Regions from separate parts of the Mus musculus genome. Here all the other regions are linked to region 1. Evidence: chromatin contacts called from public Hi-C and HiChIP or PLAC-seq data. All regions are on one chromosome and are shown on one strand. The core of a region is the stretch at or near the end of the contact, and the rest is flanking DNA. Distances in the headings are between cores, read along the strand shown.

Region 1 (4,573 bases), core at 871-3,370:
GGAGAACTGGTAAATCAGGGTAAATAGTACTTAGAGGATTGTATACCCTTTCACATAATCACTCTTTACAAAGGAGATTGTAACAAGGTGCAGTAGGCTGGCTAGCCTGCTCTCTCAGCCTTCTAGAAGACAAAAGCAGGAAGATCAGGAGTTTAAGGATAGCCTTGGCTATATAACAAATTTGAAGCCAACTTGGGATACAGCAGTGCTTATCTTAAATAAATCAAAGATGGCTAGGGAGAGAAAGTGTTGAAAGCCAACAAGCTATAAACACTGACACTATCTAGCTAGTAAAAGAATCACAAAGTAACAAAGCTAAACAAAATATATATAAAAAAAATTCCAAAGTCTGCGAACTACAATTTTATATTCAAATATTTTCTGTGTAGAAAAAAAGTGGGAAAAATGCAAAACAAATAATGAATTATTTAATAAATAACTATGTAACACTAAACAAAGTATGTCATAATAAAAATAACGAAAAGTGGGGTGCAAATACAGCCAGATCATGGTCTAGGAGGGCAAAATGAGCAAGTTTATTCCCAAAACAGTCGTAAATAAAAATGGAAACATTTTTAGAAAAAAAAATAGTAAAAGTTCTTTAATAAGAAACAAAGCTGAGTGACCCCTCTCCTCCCTGCCCCTCCCTCTTCTCACAGAGAGCACTGCCTGCCAAGAAAGCTAGACCATATGGTTAAAGGGAAGTCTTGCTGCTTTATCTTTGTAGTCCTGGCTGCCAGGGATCTCATTCTGTAGCTGAGCCCAGCCTCTGCTTCCCCAGGGCTGGAATCAAAGGTCTGTGCTGCCTCTATGGCTGCTGCCACCACCACTGGCTTAAGCACTTCCAATTCATCTTTTGTGGCCACCACACTGGCTGCTTCCAACCCTGCCATAGTCAACATTGTATCATTTTATTACAATAATTAGGTAGATGACCACTAAAGGGCAGTTATAAACAGCAGACATAATTAATGGGAAATTGTGGAAGCACAACAAGAATGCTTGCAAGACAAGGGGACCTCCTGGTCATCCATTATACTCTGTATTATATTCAGGGGATGGTTCGTTTTAACGATCAAAACCTAGCCTCGGCTGGGAAGGAAGTTCCCATTCACTCAGTGAGGAGCAGTCTAGAGTAGGTTGGCCCTGGACATGCTTCTGAGGGAATTTGTTTAAAAACTGGGTTGTTAGAAAGCCCCCCCCCCCCATATGTGTGAGGCCATTTCATAGGTTGGGCCCTAGTCTGAACGAATGAGTGAGGGAACTAGCTGATCACTGGTGAGCGCATCCATCACATCACTGCCCTCTGTTCTTGTCTGTGGATGCCATGTTACTAGCTGCTTAAGTTCCTGGTGCCTCGACTTCCCAGCAATGATGGGCTCTGAGAGAAACTGTGAGCCAAATAAACTCCACCCCCCCCCCCGCCCCCAAGTTTCTTCTGTCATGCTATTATCACACCAACAGAAAGCAAAGGTAAACTTAGCGATAGTTTAGATTAGTAGTTCTCAACCTTCCTAATGCAGTGACTCTCTAACACAGTTCCTCGTGTTGTGGTGACCCCCTAACCATAAAAATAATTTTTTGTTATTGCATAACTGTAATCTTGCTACTGTTATGAATTGTAATGTAAATATCTGATATCTGACCCTTGTGAAAGGGTCTTTGGTCCTGACCCACATGTTGAGATATGCTGGTTTAGATACTTGCAATAGTTTAAAAACAAAACAGGATTAGGTGTGGGGCCACTAGTAATCTGTCCCCACACTTCTTCAGCCCTGTGCCAAACTCCATTGACAGACCTTGGCAACCATGACCCCCTGCCCTTGTCCCTTGTCCCTTGTCCGTGGGCCTAGTGGGCACTACTAAGTGGATGTCTCGAGGCGCGGAGCTTACATCTGACCCTGTGTACCTAAAGCAAGACAAAGGAGGAAGGGGACAGATGCCTCCCGGCCCTCTTCTCGGAAGGCTCTAGAGCTCTGAGCGCCCCCGCATTCCACCGCTTTGTGCGAAGGGGCGAACCCCGCGGGACACGGCGTGGAGCTGCCGGCCCCTCCCGTGAGTCGCCCTGGCCGCCCGCGCCGCACCCACTTCCTCTTTCCCTTCCGCGCGCCAGCCAACCGCTCGCCAAAAATTCCTGTCACTTCTGACAGGAAGCGGGGAGGCCGCGCCGGGGCGACCAGCATCGCATCTCCGCCGCGACCCCGGACCCGGTCGTCTGCAGGGTCCCGCCTGCGCCTGGGCCCCAGCCCCGCCCGGTTCTCCACCCCCGGCTCGGCCCAGTCCTCTGTCCCCGCCTCGGCCGCGGTCCGCCCGGTCCTCCTTCCCGGTCCCTGCCGCTCGGCCCTCCGTCCCCGCCCGGCTCAGTCCTCGGTCGCTCCGTCGCCCGATCTTCAGCCACCGCGCAGCCAGGTCCTCCGTCGCGGTGGCGGCCGGGTCCTCGGGCGCGAGCCCGCCATGGAGGTGGAGGAGGCGTTCCAGGCGGTGGGCGAGATGGGCCTCTATCAGATGTACTTGTGCTTCCTGCTGGCTGTGCTGCTGCAGGTGAGTCCCCGGCTCCCCGCGGCCCCCGGGGCGCTCTCAGCTCAGGCTGGCCCCAGGTGTGGCGCGAGAGCGCAGGGAGGGAGGGGGCGGGCGGGCGCCGCGCGGTGGCGGGCCAGCCACTGAGCTCTCCCAGGCTGTCACCCAGAGCCTGGCACTGACACTTCGCCACCAGAGCTAGTTGAAAGATGAAACCCATTACCCGGGATCAAAAGGATTCGGCACCCTAACCCCTTACAGAGTGAGACAGAGAAAGCATGGACAACCTGCCCACAAAAGATCAGGTCTAGCTAGTATGGCCTCCTTCAGCCCTCTCTGAGATTGAGGGAGGCTTCCTATTAAAGGGGCTTTCCATCCACGGGAATTTATTTCTCTCTAGTTAAAGTTCTACTGGGTTATTAAGCTCCGAGGCCAGCTTTGGTCTAGGGAAATGATACCATCCACACAGTGTGGTTCATTGTATTGAATTCTCAGAAACCAGCTGCACACCTCAACCTAAAACTCTTGATTTTAGGAGTCCTTGGGCTCTTTAAGAGGTTCATTCTTGTAGTCCTAGCACTATGGAAACTGAGGCAGGAGAAGGATGGCTCTTCTTCTAGGCAAATTCAAAGCCAGCCTGAGCAGCTCAGATTGTCCCTAGGAAGCAGGTCAGTCAGTGGTAAAGCCCTAGATGTGCAAGGCTCTGGGTTTGATCCCTACCACCAGGGCCAGAAAATGAAGCTAGCTCCCTGTCCCGGAGGCTTGCAATCCTGGGATGAAGTGGTCTGTGACACTGACACTGTGAGGCTGACAGCTGAGCTAAGTAAGTTAAGGTATTATTGCAAGGGAAGTACTGGCTGGCCGCGGTTATAACCAGAGCCCACAAGTTGCTTCAACGTTGTGTTGATGCTGCAGCAGGAAGAGAGGCAGTAAGGTAAAACTTAATCTACTGATTCTCTTTCCCCATTAAAATCTTCAGTTGACTTCAGCACCAGGCAGAACATCGGTTCAAGTGGTGATACTTGGAAGCCTTTCTCTTAGCAGAGTAAGAATTAGTATAGAGAAATAGAACTGCAACTGCAATGTCTGGTCTTCATGTATAATGGTTTCTTTGACAATATTCCATCTAACCAGGAGTTCCAAGTATATATCCCCTCTCCTGGCAATCCTTTTGGCCACTTCTCTGCTCCACTTCTTGTGTTAGCATCTTATTTGCCTAGCCAGGTGGTTGCCAACTTAGAATCAAATCTTGAGTGTGGCACTGAGAAGGCCAGTATTCTGGGTCAGGACCTGTTAACTTTCCTGGGCTTTTATCACCTCGTTGCCAGCTGGAGATGCAGGGCCTTGCGCTTTTTATACGAGAGCTTTACTGCTGACCTACACCTTCTTCCCCTCCCTCCCATGCTTTTATTAATGGCTGACCTAGTTCATTGTAGTTTGTTAAGGAAGAGTTCCAAGCCCATGATCTTTTTGCTCAGCAACTGTTGGTTGATTTATGGTCACCATTTGCCAAGTTTTCAAGTGTTATTGGCAATGGATGGTTGTTTATCTTGTAGGTGTGGGCTGTATGGGTTGCCGTGTCCCTGCCTCCACCTGAGTTCCACGGGAAGACGACTTTATAATTCGATGTGTCTGAAAGGATAGCTGATTCTTCTGAAGTCCCTGCTGTGGAGAAGTGATGAGGGTCACACCGTAGCGTTATTGAAGACCTTACTGTACTATAGTCTAAGTCCAGCCCATTGCAATAGAAGAGTTCAGCCATGGAGAGAACCTGCCGTTCTCACTGCCTGCATCCGCAGTGAAAAAGATGCCTCTGATCACAGGCTTAAACACGTGCAAGAAGTCAGAGCAGATGAAGGAAGACCCAGATGAAGGAGCAGTTGCAGGCCCAGCTGCTGTACTGCTTGACCAATACTTGACAGGGGACATGGAACACCGAAGCACCCACCCCAACATTTTGAGCACAAAACCAAAAAGAGCTGCCTTTCACATTCACACCCCCTCCCTAGATCTTGCTTACAAATATTTTTGTAGGTCATCTTAGACAAGAATATCC
Region 2 (4,573 bases), core at 853-3,352, 86 kb before region 1:
CCCACCCGAGGGCCTAGGGCAAGGCAGCTGGAGACTCCCAGCGCCTGAGGGTCTGGGCTACGCTGGGGTGCGGGCGAACCCCATCCTGGAACCTAGGCCGGGAAGGCTTTCTTGCCGTCCCCTCCCCGCGTTTCTCCGAAATAATAAAGAAATGACCGAACACATGTGTTCGGTCCTTTCAAAAGAAAATTGACTCCTCGGCCCTCATACTCTCCCGGAGCACCATCTGTCACGCAGACTGCCACACACATTGGGGACCTAGGGACGTGGATCACACAATGCCCGGCAGTCTGCCGACTACCTCCCGGGAAAACGCAGGCGGCCAGGTCGCTGCGGGCGAAGGGGCTGGGGAGGGCCAGAGAGGGATGGACTCCGAGGCACCAGTGCGGGACGCCCCGGGCGCAAGCTGTATCTGTGCGGGTGAAGTTCGTGAGCTTAGGGGACCGGAGCCCCGCAGCCCACCGGCGGCCCAGGGAGGCCTGGCCGCGGCCCCGTGTCTGCGCCGGGCTTTCCCCAGACGATGCCCTCCTGGAAAAGCCACCTCGGGCCGGCAGCTCGAGGGCCTTCGCGTCTTCGAGAACCACTGGGCTTGCGGGTGATCTGGGTGGGCAGATGGGGATAGAAACCTGCCTGAGCTGAGCTTTTGGGCCTCCGCCACCAGGAGGGACGACCGGGCTATGACCTCTGTACCCCGCCTTGCCCCTCACAGGCAAGGCTCCTGAGTAAGAGCCTCGCTTCAGAGAAACAAAAGCCAGGGAGGGGATGTAGGTTCGGCTCCTGGCCTCGAATTTGCCCAGGAGAGACCTGAGCTCAGAAACAGCTTTCCGTGCAAGGAAAACGGATCCTCAGAATAACAATAAATGAACCAAACGAACTGCATGCTGCTCCCCCCGCCCCCCAGGCTTTTCTCTACGTTTATAAGTGAAACAACTCACACCTACGCAGTTGGCGTGAAGAGGTAGAAATACACAGGGAGAAAAATCATAGCAAACCACGACATAGTTACAGATCGGACAAAAAGTTCCCGGGCTGTCCCCCCACGCGTTTAAATCCTCCAGATATTTAAATAGTCATAAATGGTATTTCTCGTGGGCATTTAAGTCTATGACCATGTGTGAGGAATACATCTATAAAATACAATATGACTCAACTTAATCTAAAGAAAAAGAGACGTGAAGATGTCTTACCTTGCAAGAGCCCTGTCGATAATCTTTTCGTCAATCTTTTAGAGTTAAAATTCCAGGAAACAAGGAGGAGAGATCCTGGCAAATATTAAAAGCAGCCAATATTTATTACATTCGCAGATGAAAAAGCAGCTGTCATCTCGCCGACCACCACAACGAGCGGCGGTGTCTTAGCGGGTGTATGGTTGTTCACTTAGTTGATGGATTGAAAACGCCCGTTTGTTTGTTTGTTGGTTTGTTTTTAACTGTTCTTAAACATTTCAGGAAAATTCGTTGTTGATCTTTATAAGTCGAAGTGTTGAAACCTCACGCCTCCCCACTCAAAGGGCTGTATAAATAACAAAAGAGATGCTGAGATAAAAACAATCACATCAAAGGGACGATTCCTCCACTTTCTAATAGCAGAATAATCAATAAGAAAGATGGTTAAGATAAAATTCCATTCCTTGAGGACTCCTTCCCTTCCCTTAATCGGGCTGGGGCGAAACTGGGAAGTGCGGTCAGGGATGGAAGGGGCTCAGAAGTGATTTTTCTCTTCTTCTTCAAGATAATGCTTTGTTCAGCCGGTGTCTCCCCAGTTCCCAGGAACAACAATACAGTAACTAGGGCTTAAGGTTGCCTCTGTCTTGTCCCTCATCTACTTCTGTGTTGTATAAGCAGACGCCAATTTTGCAGTTTCAAAGTCTTTCAAGGTTTGGTTACACCCCCTACCCTACCCCACTCCCTCCCCTCTTTACCTTGTGGTGAAATGTATATAGTCAGTAGCTTGGAGATGCTGGAGAGAGATTGGAGAGAAGTGGACGTCTTCTGGAGTAACAGTGACAGGGAAGCAGAGAAAGGGGAGCTTGGGAGAGCCAGAGAGGAGAGGCAGCTGCCTGTGTGGCTTCTTGGCTCTTCTGGTACCAATTGATTTAGCCTGGAGATGGTGGAAGAGATAAAGGCTTAAGAAGGGGGATGGAATTTTTTCCCCCTAAATTGATATTTAATGGGAAATCCTATTGGACAGAAACCTGGACACGAGTCACTTAATTGGACTTGACATCTGTCACAGTGTGGGAGTTTTCACAGCCCAAATATTTTAGCAGATCAGATTCCCACTGAATCTGTGCCATAAAATATAGCAGTTGAAAGCAGCCCATGATAGAAGCCATAGCATCTACAGCGTCTGGCCACACAGGCGGTTCCTTGTTTTCAGATTATTGATGCAATATTTAAGTGCAAGTAGACACTATATGAACATGGAAAATTCCTCTGGCATTTTGTGAGCCAGCATTTTTTTAAATCAATAGTTAGAAAAATAGTTGTGCTGGGCACATGAAAGCATATTCTGTCTATGACACTGTAATTAAGGTGAACGATCCAGACAGGCAATGCTAACATTTATGTAAAGTGAAGTGTCTTTTAGAGGATGCTTTAATCATGATTATTTAAGCATATGGATGTTTTGGAGAAAGGTTCTACTATGAGACCAGCTTATTAATAGATGATATTTTAAAGGACGTTTGACACATTAGTTTAAATCATTGGTGGAATTAGGAGCAGAATCCAAGTAGTTAGAGACCACTAGATAATTCTACTTTTTGAGTTATGTTTGGTTTTCTTTTTCTTTACCCATTTACTCATGTTCATTATTCGCTGTAAAATATGACACACAGTATGTGCAAAGACAGTACTTTATTCTTGCCCATCCTAACACGTGAGTGAATATATTTAGCTGGGTGGCAATGTAATTGTGCTAAAATGTAAATATTAAGTATTCTAGCATGCAATGCCTTTGCCTAAGATGACCTCCAGTCCCAAATTTATGTGTTTTACAAAATTAAGGGAAATTTACTGTTAGTCACTATCAATTATATATTATTTGCTATTATTTACACATTGCCAGTGATACCACTAATTCTGTCTTCTTTCTGTCTATCTTCCTTCCTTTCTTCCTTCCTGTCTTTCTTTCTTTTTGGTATTTTTGACAAGGTCTCACTATGCAGCCCTGGCTGGCCTGACCCTCACCATGGAGACCAGGCTGACCTCAAACTCATAGAGATATGCTTGTTTCTGCTTCTCATGTGTTGGGATTAAAGGCATGTACCATCACACCCAAATACTATTTTTTTTTAGATTGATTAAGCTTAGAGGAAATGAGAGAATAATAGCCAACCTCCTGTCTCCCTGTTCCTAGGTGAGTTTTTGTGGAGAGGAGAACCTTCACTTTCTCTTCATAATCACCTTTGTCCTATAAAGAGGTATTGTCCTCAGGGGAGGGCTGTAGAGCTACCCACCTAGAGAGTGGCCCTCTGGGTTCCTCATGGCTGTGATGTATATTGTTTGCCTTTGTTCACATCAGCTCCAGGAGGGTAATGGGCCAGAATAGGCAGGGTAGAGGGAAAGAAGGGAATATGGTACCAGTGCTGCTCAGCCTCACCTCTGCTCAACCCAGGTATCCCCAAGCATAGAGATGGGCAAGCAGAGAAGCCCCTTCCCTGCAGGGCTGGTGGGAGCCAGGAGTGACGATGTGGGAGAGAGGAAGGTTTCCCAGCCTGGCTAGCAGCAGCCAACACTAAGCACTAACACACAACAGAGATGTACACACAGATGCGCACCCTCAGATACTCATGTCTCCTCACCATCTAGAGCTCACACAAGCTGTCTGGCTCAATTAGATGCTTGGGCAGATGGACTGAAAACTGTGGTGGCTTTTGTTACCTGAGCTCTAGAAAGCACAGCTGCTAGGATAGGAGTGGCCCGTGTCCCTGGTCACCCTCGTGTTGGGAGTTGGATGGGAAAGAGGATGCTCAAACCATGGCTGGCCTGATTCTGCTATGGTGCATGTGAGTCCAGACCAATTCGCTTTTATAGCCAGGCCATCGACAACCTGCATATTCATAAATTAATACACGACTAAAGCTGTGTAGAAACATTCCAGATACGCACACAATTATGCTTAGACACGCCATTATAGACACAACATGGGTTTCCACACAGGTACATTCTCTCTGGTGGGAAAGCTCCCATCCCCCTCCCTATTTGCCATTTCTAAGACATCCCAGGCACAGATGGCTCCTCTTCTCCTATCCCCCTTAGAGACTATATATTGTACACTATGGTTCTTGGTTTCCATATCTGTCTCTCCCACGAGGCTGGAGTATTTTCAGGAAAGGTCTGTAGCTTACATCTTCAACCCCTCCATGTCTGACCTTGACACACTACATGCACCAAGTTTACAGAGGATAACTTCCTGTGCACAGAGGTTCCCAGGAACCTGGTAATGAACCACTTCCACTCACAGATGCCCAGCCTTCCATTTTGATGGCTTCTATTCTTGAAGGTGTGTGTAGTGACCACCTCTCTCCCGTCATCAGCTTGCTGTGACACTCAACGGTTGTACAAATCTC
Region 3 (4,573 bases), core at 1,522-4,021, 64 kb after region 1:
GTGCCTGTCTGACGCAGAGCCTTGCCCTCCATCAGGGTGGATGGACTGGGGCTTTTACCCCTGGTGCGTCTGACTGTTTGCTCACATGGACCCACTGGAGGGGCTGGTGATACCAGCATTCCCCTTTCCATCAACATTCAGAAGTCAATTAGTGTGTACGATCAATCTTCTATGCTGTGCAGTGTTTGCACTGCATATAACCCTCACCATCGCTGTAAGAGATAGGCGTTGTCATCAGCTCTAAAGATGAGACGTGTTTTAGAAGTAGGTTGAGTATGTGCTCACAACTGGGGGGGGGGAAACAGGAAGAAAAGCACACCTAGCAGCACACATGCCCCGTCCTCTTGGGCATTTTTAAAAATTCTATAACCCAAAACAAGGGTGGGGATCAGGGGAAACAAATGACCCCTTTAAAACCCTCCAGGTCTTAAATGCCCAGGTCCTGTGAAAGCCCTAGGGGCCCTTGCAGGTCTCTCCTGGATTTTGTCAGATATGAACAGTAGATCTGAGAGAAAGGGTCCTACAGGTAGCCCAAGCCCTGTTTATGAAGCTGACAAGCTATTATAGACCCCAGCTTTCATAGTAAAGGTTGTTTCTAAAATTGCAGACTGTCTCAACCCTGAGACCATACACGTCTTAATTGATAGACAGTTATGAGATCAGGCATGGGACCTTGAGCTGTCTCAGAGTCAGACATGTGGTAACCATGATATTGTATCTTCTGAAGGTCAGAATGGCCCTTCATTATTCAGCGTTCTTGGGTAGGGTCCAGGACATTTTCTCATGTAAACTAACAAAGACACTGAATCCTAGGATGTTTATAAAAGAGACTAAAGAGAAGGCTCAATGGCTTAGAACACATCTGTTGTTACAGAGAAGCCAAGTTTGATCCTTGCACCCATGTCAGGCAGCTCACGACCTCCTATAACTTCAGGGACTCCACCACTGCTGTGGACACCAGCACATCTGTGCATGCACAAACACACACACACACACACACACACAGTTAAAATCCTAAAATATATTTTAGAGTATTATATCACAATGTACTATTATATAATAAAATATCATTAAGGCATTAGTTACACTGTGGGTTTTGATGCTGCCTTTAAGGGCTTTTCTAGAGGACATTGAAAAGAAATACCCTAACCAATAGAGCCAGCCCATGATGGTTGGGAGCCTGTGTATTGAAAGGCATCATCGACTTTCTCTGAGGATGCTCTTTGTATCTCTGAAGCAGTTGCACCATATTCAACTCAAATAGTTTATGAACTCTGTGTGCCATGGGGCTTTTTGGGGGGAGGGGTTCTACTTTTTAAATCTTGGGTCTCTCAATGATGAACATTATAACACATTTGACCACTGCAAAGTTTATTATCAGCAGATAGTCCAGGGCCGTCTTCATATGAAGAGAATGTGGAGATCAGTGTGGGGCAGACTTTTCCCTCAGGTGGAAGCTGGACTTGAGAGTTCCTGTGAACTCTGCCAGTGTGAGCCTGCCATGCTAACAGAGAGCCATGGCCATGCTTTGTCTGACATGGTTGGCCCAAGGCTTCTCGTCCATATTCTTGTCTAGCCCTTTGGCTCACTTAGACCTATCACTAAATGCCTGAAGAAACATTATGTGACTTCCCTGGATAACTATCTTAGAGCAAAGAAAACATGGTGTGTGGTGTTCTTGTGGGAAGGTGCTGACTAGACAGTAAACATGGCAGTTCTTGATCACCCAACTGTTGATGTCACCTGCTGAGAAGCTGAATGGTTTGTTTGGTTTTGTTCCACTTCCTGTCTCCACAGAAGGAAGTACAGTGGTCTCTGCCCTTCATCGTGTTTGGAGCCACAGGCCTGACCTCAGGCCTCCTGAGCCTGCTATTGCCAGAGACTCTGAACAGCCCTTTGCTGGAGACATTTTCTGATCTTCAAATGTACTCATATAGGAGGTTAGGAGAGGAAGCGCTATCTCTACAGACCTTGGATCCTCCACAGGTATAGAGACACATGCTGTAACCATCTAGGTGCCCTTGGGTTTGATCCCCAGAACCATCTAAACCTGAGTGTGGTGGTACACCCCTGTAAACCTAGCACTAGAGAGGTAGAGACAGGAAGATCAGAAGGTGATCTCAGCTACTTAGAAAATTGGAAGCTAACTTGGTCTGCATGGGTCCCTGTCTCAAAACAACAGCAAAATTGCACTGTGAGTGCCTGGGTGGTAATTCTCATTAAGGCCTGTCATGATCACTTCTACAAGATCTCCTTTGCCATTGCAGCCCCTGGACAAGGTCAGCAGTGAGAGTGAGGAGGAGGAAGAGTTCTATGATGCAGATGAGGAGACCCAGATGATCAAGTGAAGAGCCCGCATTCCTGCCCAGAAGCAGAGCCCCATCATCCTTAGTGCCTCAGCTTCAGCACCAGAGATGTATTCAGCCCACACTGACGCTTTCCAGATGGGAGAGGCGGTGGAGGAGAGATTCCAAAAGGGAGAACTTGCTGCGTTGAGGGAGTCATTGCTGACTTGTTCGGGACTGGGGCTGAGCTCAGCACCACGCCTCTGGCTGCACAGCTCAGATCCACCTTGTAGGACTGGTGCCTCATGCTGCTACCCTTCCTCGGGACCTAAGAGCAGGTGTGTGAAACTGCTCGCACTTTAACTAGGGTTAGCCAGACCTTCCCCGAGATGTCATCTTCCTAGCAAGCATCCCTGTCACTTGCTTCTCCCCCACCAGGAATCTTCTGGTGCAGGTTGATGTGTACAGAGCTCCCAGCTTCCCATCAGCTCATTGGCTGGTTCCCAGCTCATTGGTTGCTGGTGCAGCTTGTGCCTTTAGTCTGTGCTCATTCACTAATAAAGGGCAGAATTAGCGGAGCATTTCTCATCAGAGGGCTGGCTGTGGCAGGGAAGCTCCCTTTGACGCTTGCGTCATGCGATTTTTTTCCCCCACTTGGATGCATTTGGGGACTGTTTTTCTTTGTGAGATTCTAGCATCAGCAATAACTTCAAAATCATGCCCAGCCAACGAGGAAACTTTACAGACTGAGGGTGGCGAGCAAGTGACACGCTAAGCACTTTGTAAATGACTTAAGAGGGGAGAGTCTCTCACAGTGTCGTCAGTGTGCAACAAGGGACATGCACAGCACACCAGGGCTGGACTCTGCCCTGCATCAGCCTCTACTGGTTATTTAAAAGGCAGGGTGGAGGGTTTTTTGTTTTTTAAGAAAATGGTGGGTTTTCATTGAGTGCTTCCGTGGATTTCCAAATGAATCATAACCTGTCTCTCACAAAACTTGAACACTCTCAAATGGCATATAAGCCAGGAGTCCACATGTGGGCAATCGATCAATCGATCACGCCCCGACCAGGGAAACGGCTGTGTGTTTAGGATTTCTGTGTCTGCTAATCTCTTGGGAGTAGAAAGCACACAGAGTAGAAAGGTGCTCTGTAGATGCCCCTGGAAACTGTGCAAGCCTGCATTCTTTGCCTCCAGCTATGTTCCTGGACTCCTCTGTGTTGTCTGGGCTTTTACTGTACTGGTCTGTTCCACTGTTAAATAATTTTTCCTTTGTGCCCTTGGGTATGGAGGAGCTGTTTCTACCAGTATGAGGAACATGCCTGGCCGGGATGCTGTGAAGACCCCATAGGTGATCCTGTGTCTAGCTGTCAGAAAGATTATAGAACTCCCTGCGACATCATATCCGCAAATTCCAGTAAAGGGTGTCCCACACTCCAAAGCACGAAGTCCTGCTGCTCTCCTCTCTGGGAAATGGAGGTCAGCTCTCCTTAGGAGAGGAAGAAAAGGACTTCCAGAAACTCTTGATTCTTGTCAAATAAAGTATTTAAAATAAAGCAGTAAATTTATATATATATATATGTATATATATATAAATTTTATATATATATATATATAAATGTTATTGAACTCTTTTTATATAATGTAACCTGTAGGAGTATTATTTTTAATATATCCCTACACAAGGTTGTTTCCCACCTCAATGGTTTTTGTTCCCAAATGAAAGACACACACACAACCTTTATATTTTAATATGCTTTAAGGAGCACAATAGCTGGTCAACTGCCTACCCTCCATGGTGTTAGACTCTACCTCCCACCGATAATTCCAAGTTACTACTTACTAGTTCCTATGTTCCATCTTGGCTGCCCCTGACCTTTACACGGTAGCTCTGCCTCTCTGGCCCTCACTCTCAGGCAGTGCTGCTCTGCTCTTCCTCCTCCTCCAGGTCCCAAGCCCTGGAAACCCCAATCCTCTTTCTTGTCTCCCCAACTATTAGCTGCTGGCATCTTTAATTACCAATCACAGTTAACTGGGGGCAGGTCCCCAGAAGCTACATGCAGACCCTCTTGTGCAAACAGTTTTGAGGGGATACAGTTAATATAGAATACAAAGAGCTACAATAACCCATCAGAGAAAATTTGGTACTAGAAGTTAGAAAGTGCATCCGTCAGTCTAGCTGCAGAAGAAGCAGGGCCATGGCTTTTTATTCATTCCCTGCTGCTGCTGAAGTTCCTGCCGCTTCTGGCTAAGCAAGTGAACTCCAGGTAATTCCCAGCCTAGAGGTA

Evidence for each region. Hi-C and Micro-C count contacts between places; a contact is called where the count stands out from the background. HiChIP or PLAC-seq counts read pairs in DNA pulled down with a chosen protein or histone mark.
Region 2: a contact with region 1 is called in an H3K4me3 HiChIP or PLAC-seq map of neural tube, with 3 times the contacts expected there. The contact joins the promoter of Nhlh2 here to the promoter of Slc22a15 in region 1. A contact is called at or near these places in 19 of 39 promoter capture datasets (the 3T3-L1 cell line, 3T3-L1-derived adipocytes, cranial neural crest and 11 more), 16 of 484 Hi-C or Micro-C datasets (brain, cerebellar granule neurons, cerebellum and 8 more), 13 of 115 datasets of contacts at active chromatin or transcription factors (cardiomyocytes, craniofacial prominence, differentiating embryonic stem cells and 7 more) and 4 of 9 other capture datasets (adipose tissue, embryonic stem cells, liver and 1 more).
Region 3: a contact with region 1 is called in a Hi-C map of cerebral cortex, with 1.7 times the contacts expected there. The contact joins the enhancer-like site here to the promoter of Slc22a15 in region 1. A contact is called at or near these places in 1 of 484 Hi-C or Micro-C datasets (cerebral cortex), 2 of 115 datasets of contacts at active chromatin or transcription factors (double positive thymocytes and embryonic stem cells) and 3 of 9 other capture datasets (adipose tissue, liver and pancreatic islet).

Annotation. Positions count from the first base shown.
Region 1 is chr3:101,922,000-101,926,572 of GRCm38.p6, reverse strand. It overlaps Slc22a15 (solute carrier family 22 (organic anion/cation transporter), member 15), which reads left to right and starts at 2,120. Exons shown (of 12, transcript NM_001039371.2): 1 at 2,120-2,541. The coding sequence starts at 2,455.
Region 2 is chr3:102,007,674-102,012,246 of GRCm38.p6, reverse strand. It overlaps Nhlh2 (nescient helix loop helix 2), which reads right to left and starts at 2,102. Exons shown (of 3, transcript NM_178777.3): 1 at 1,922-2,102; 2 at 1,188-1,512.
Region 3 is chr3:101,858,214-101,862,786 of GRCm38.p6, reverse strand. Slc22a15 (solute carrier family 22 (organic anion/cation transporter), member 15) reads left to right here. Exons shown (of 12, transcript NM_001039371.2): 11 at 1,798-1,986; 12 at 2,268-4,573. The coding sequence ends at 2,348. Among named protein-coding and RNA genes, the nearest start is that of Mab21l3, 24 kb to the right of the region's middle. Within about 2 kb of position 2,771, at least 15 of the 459 cell types and tissues checked have an H3K27ac peak or open chromatin away from gene starts, as enhancers often do. A contact at or near this core is called in cerebral cortex and double positive thymocytes, where this site is marked.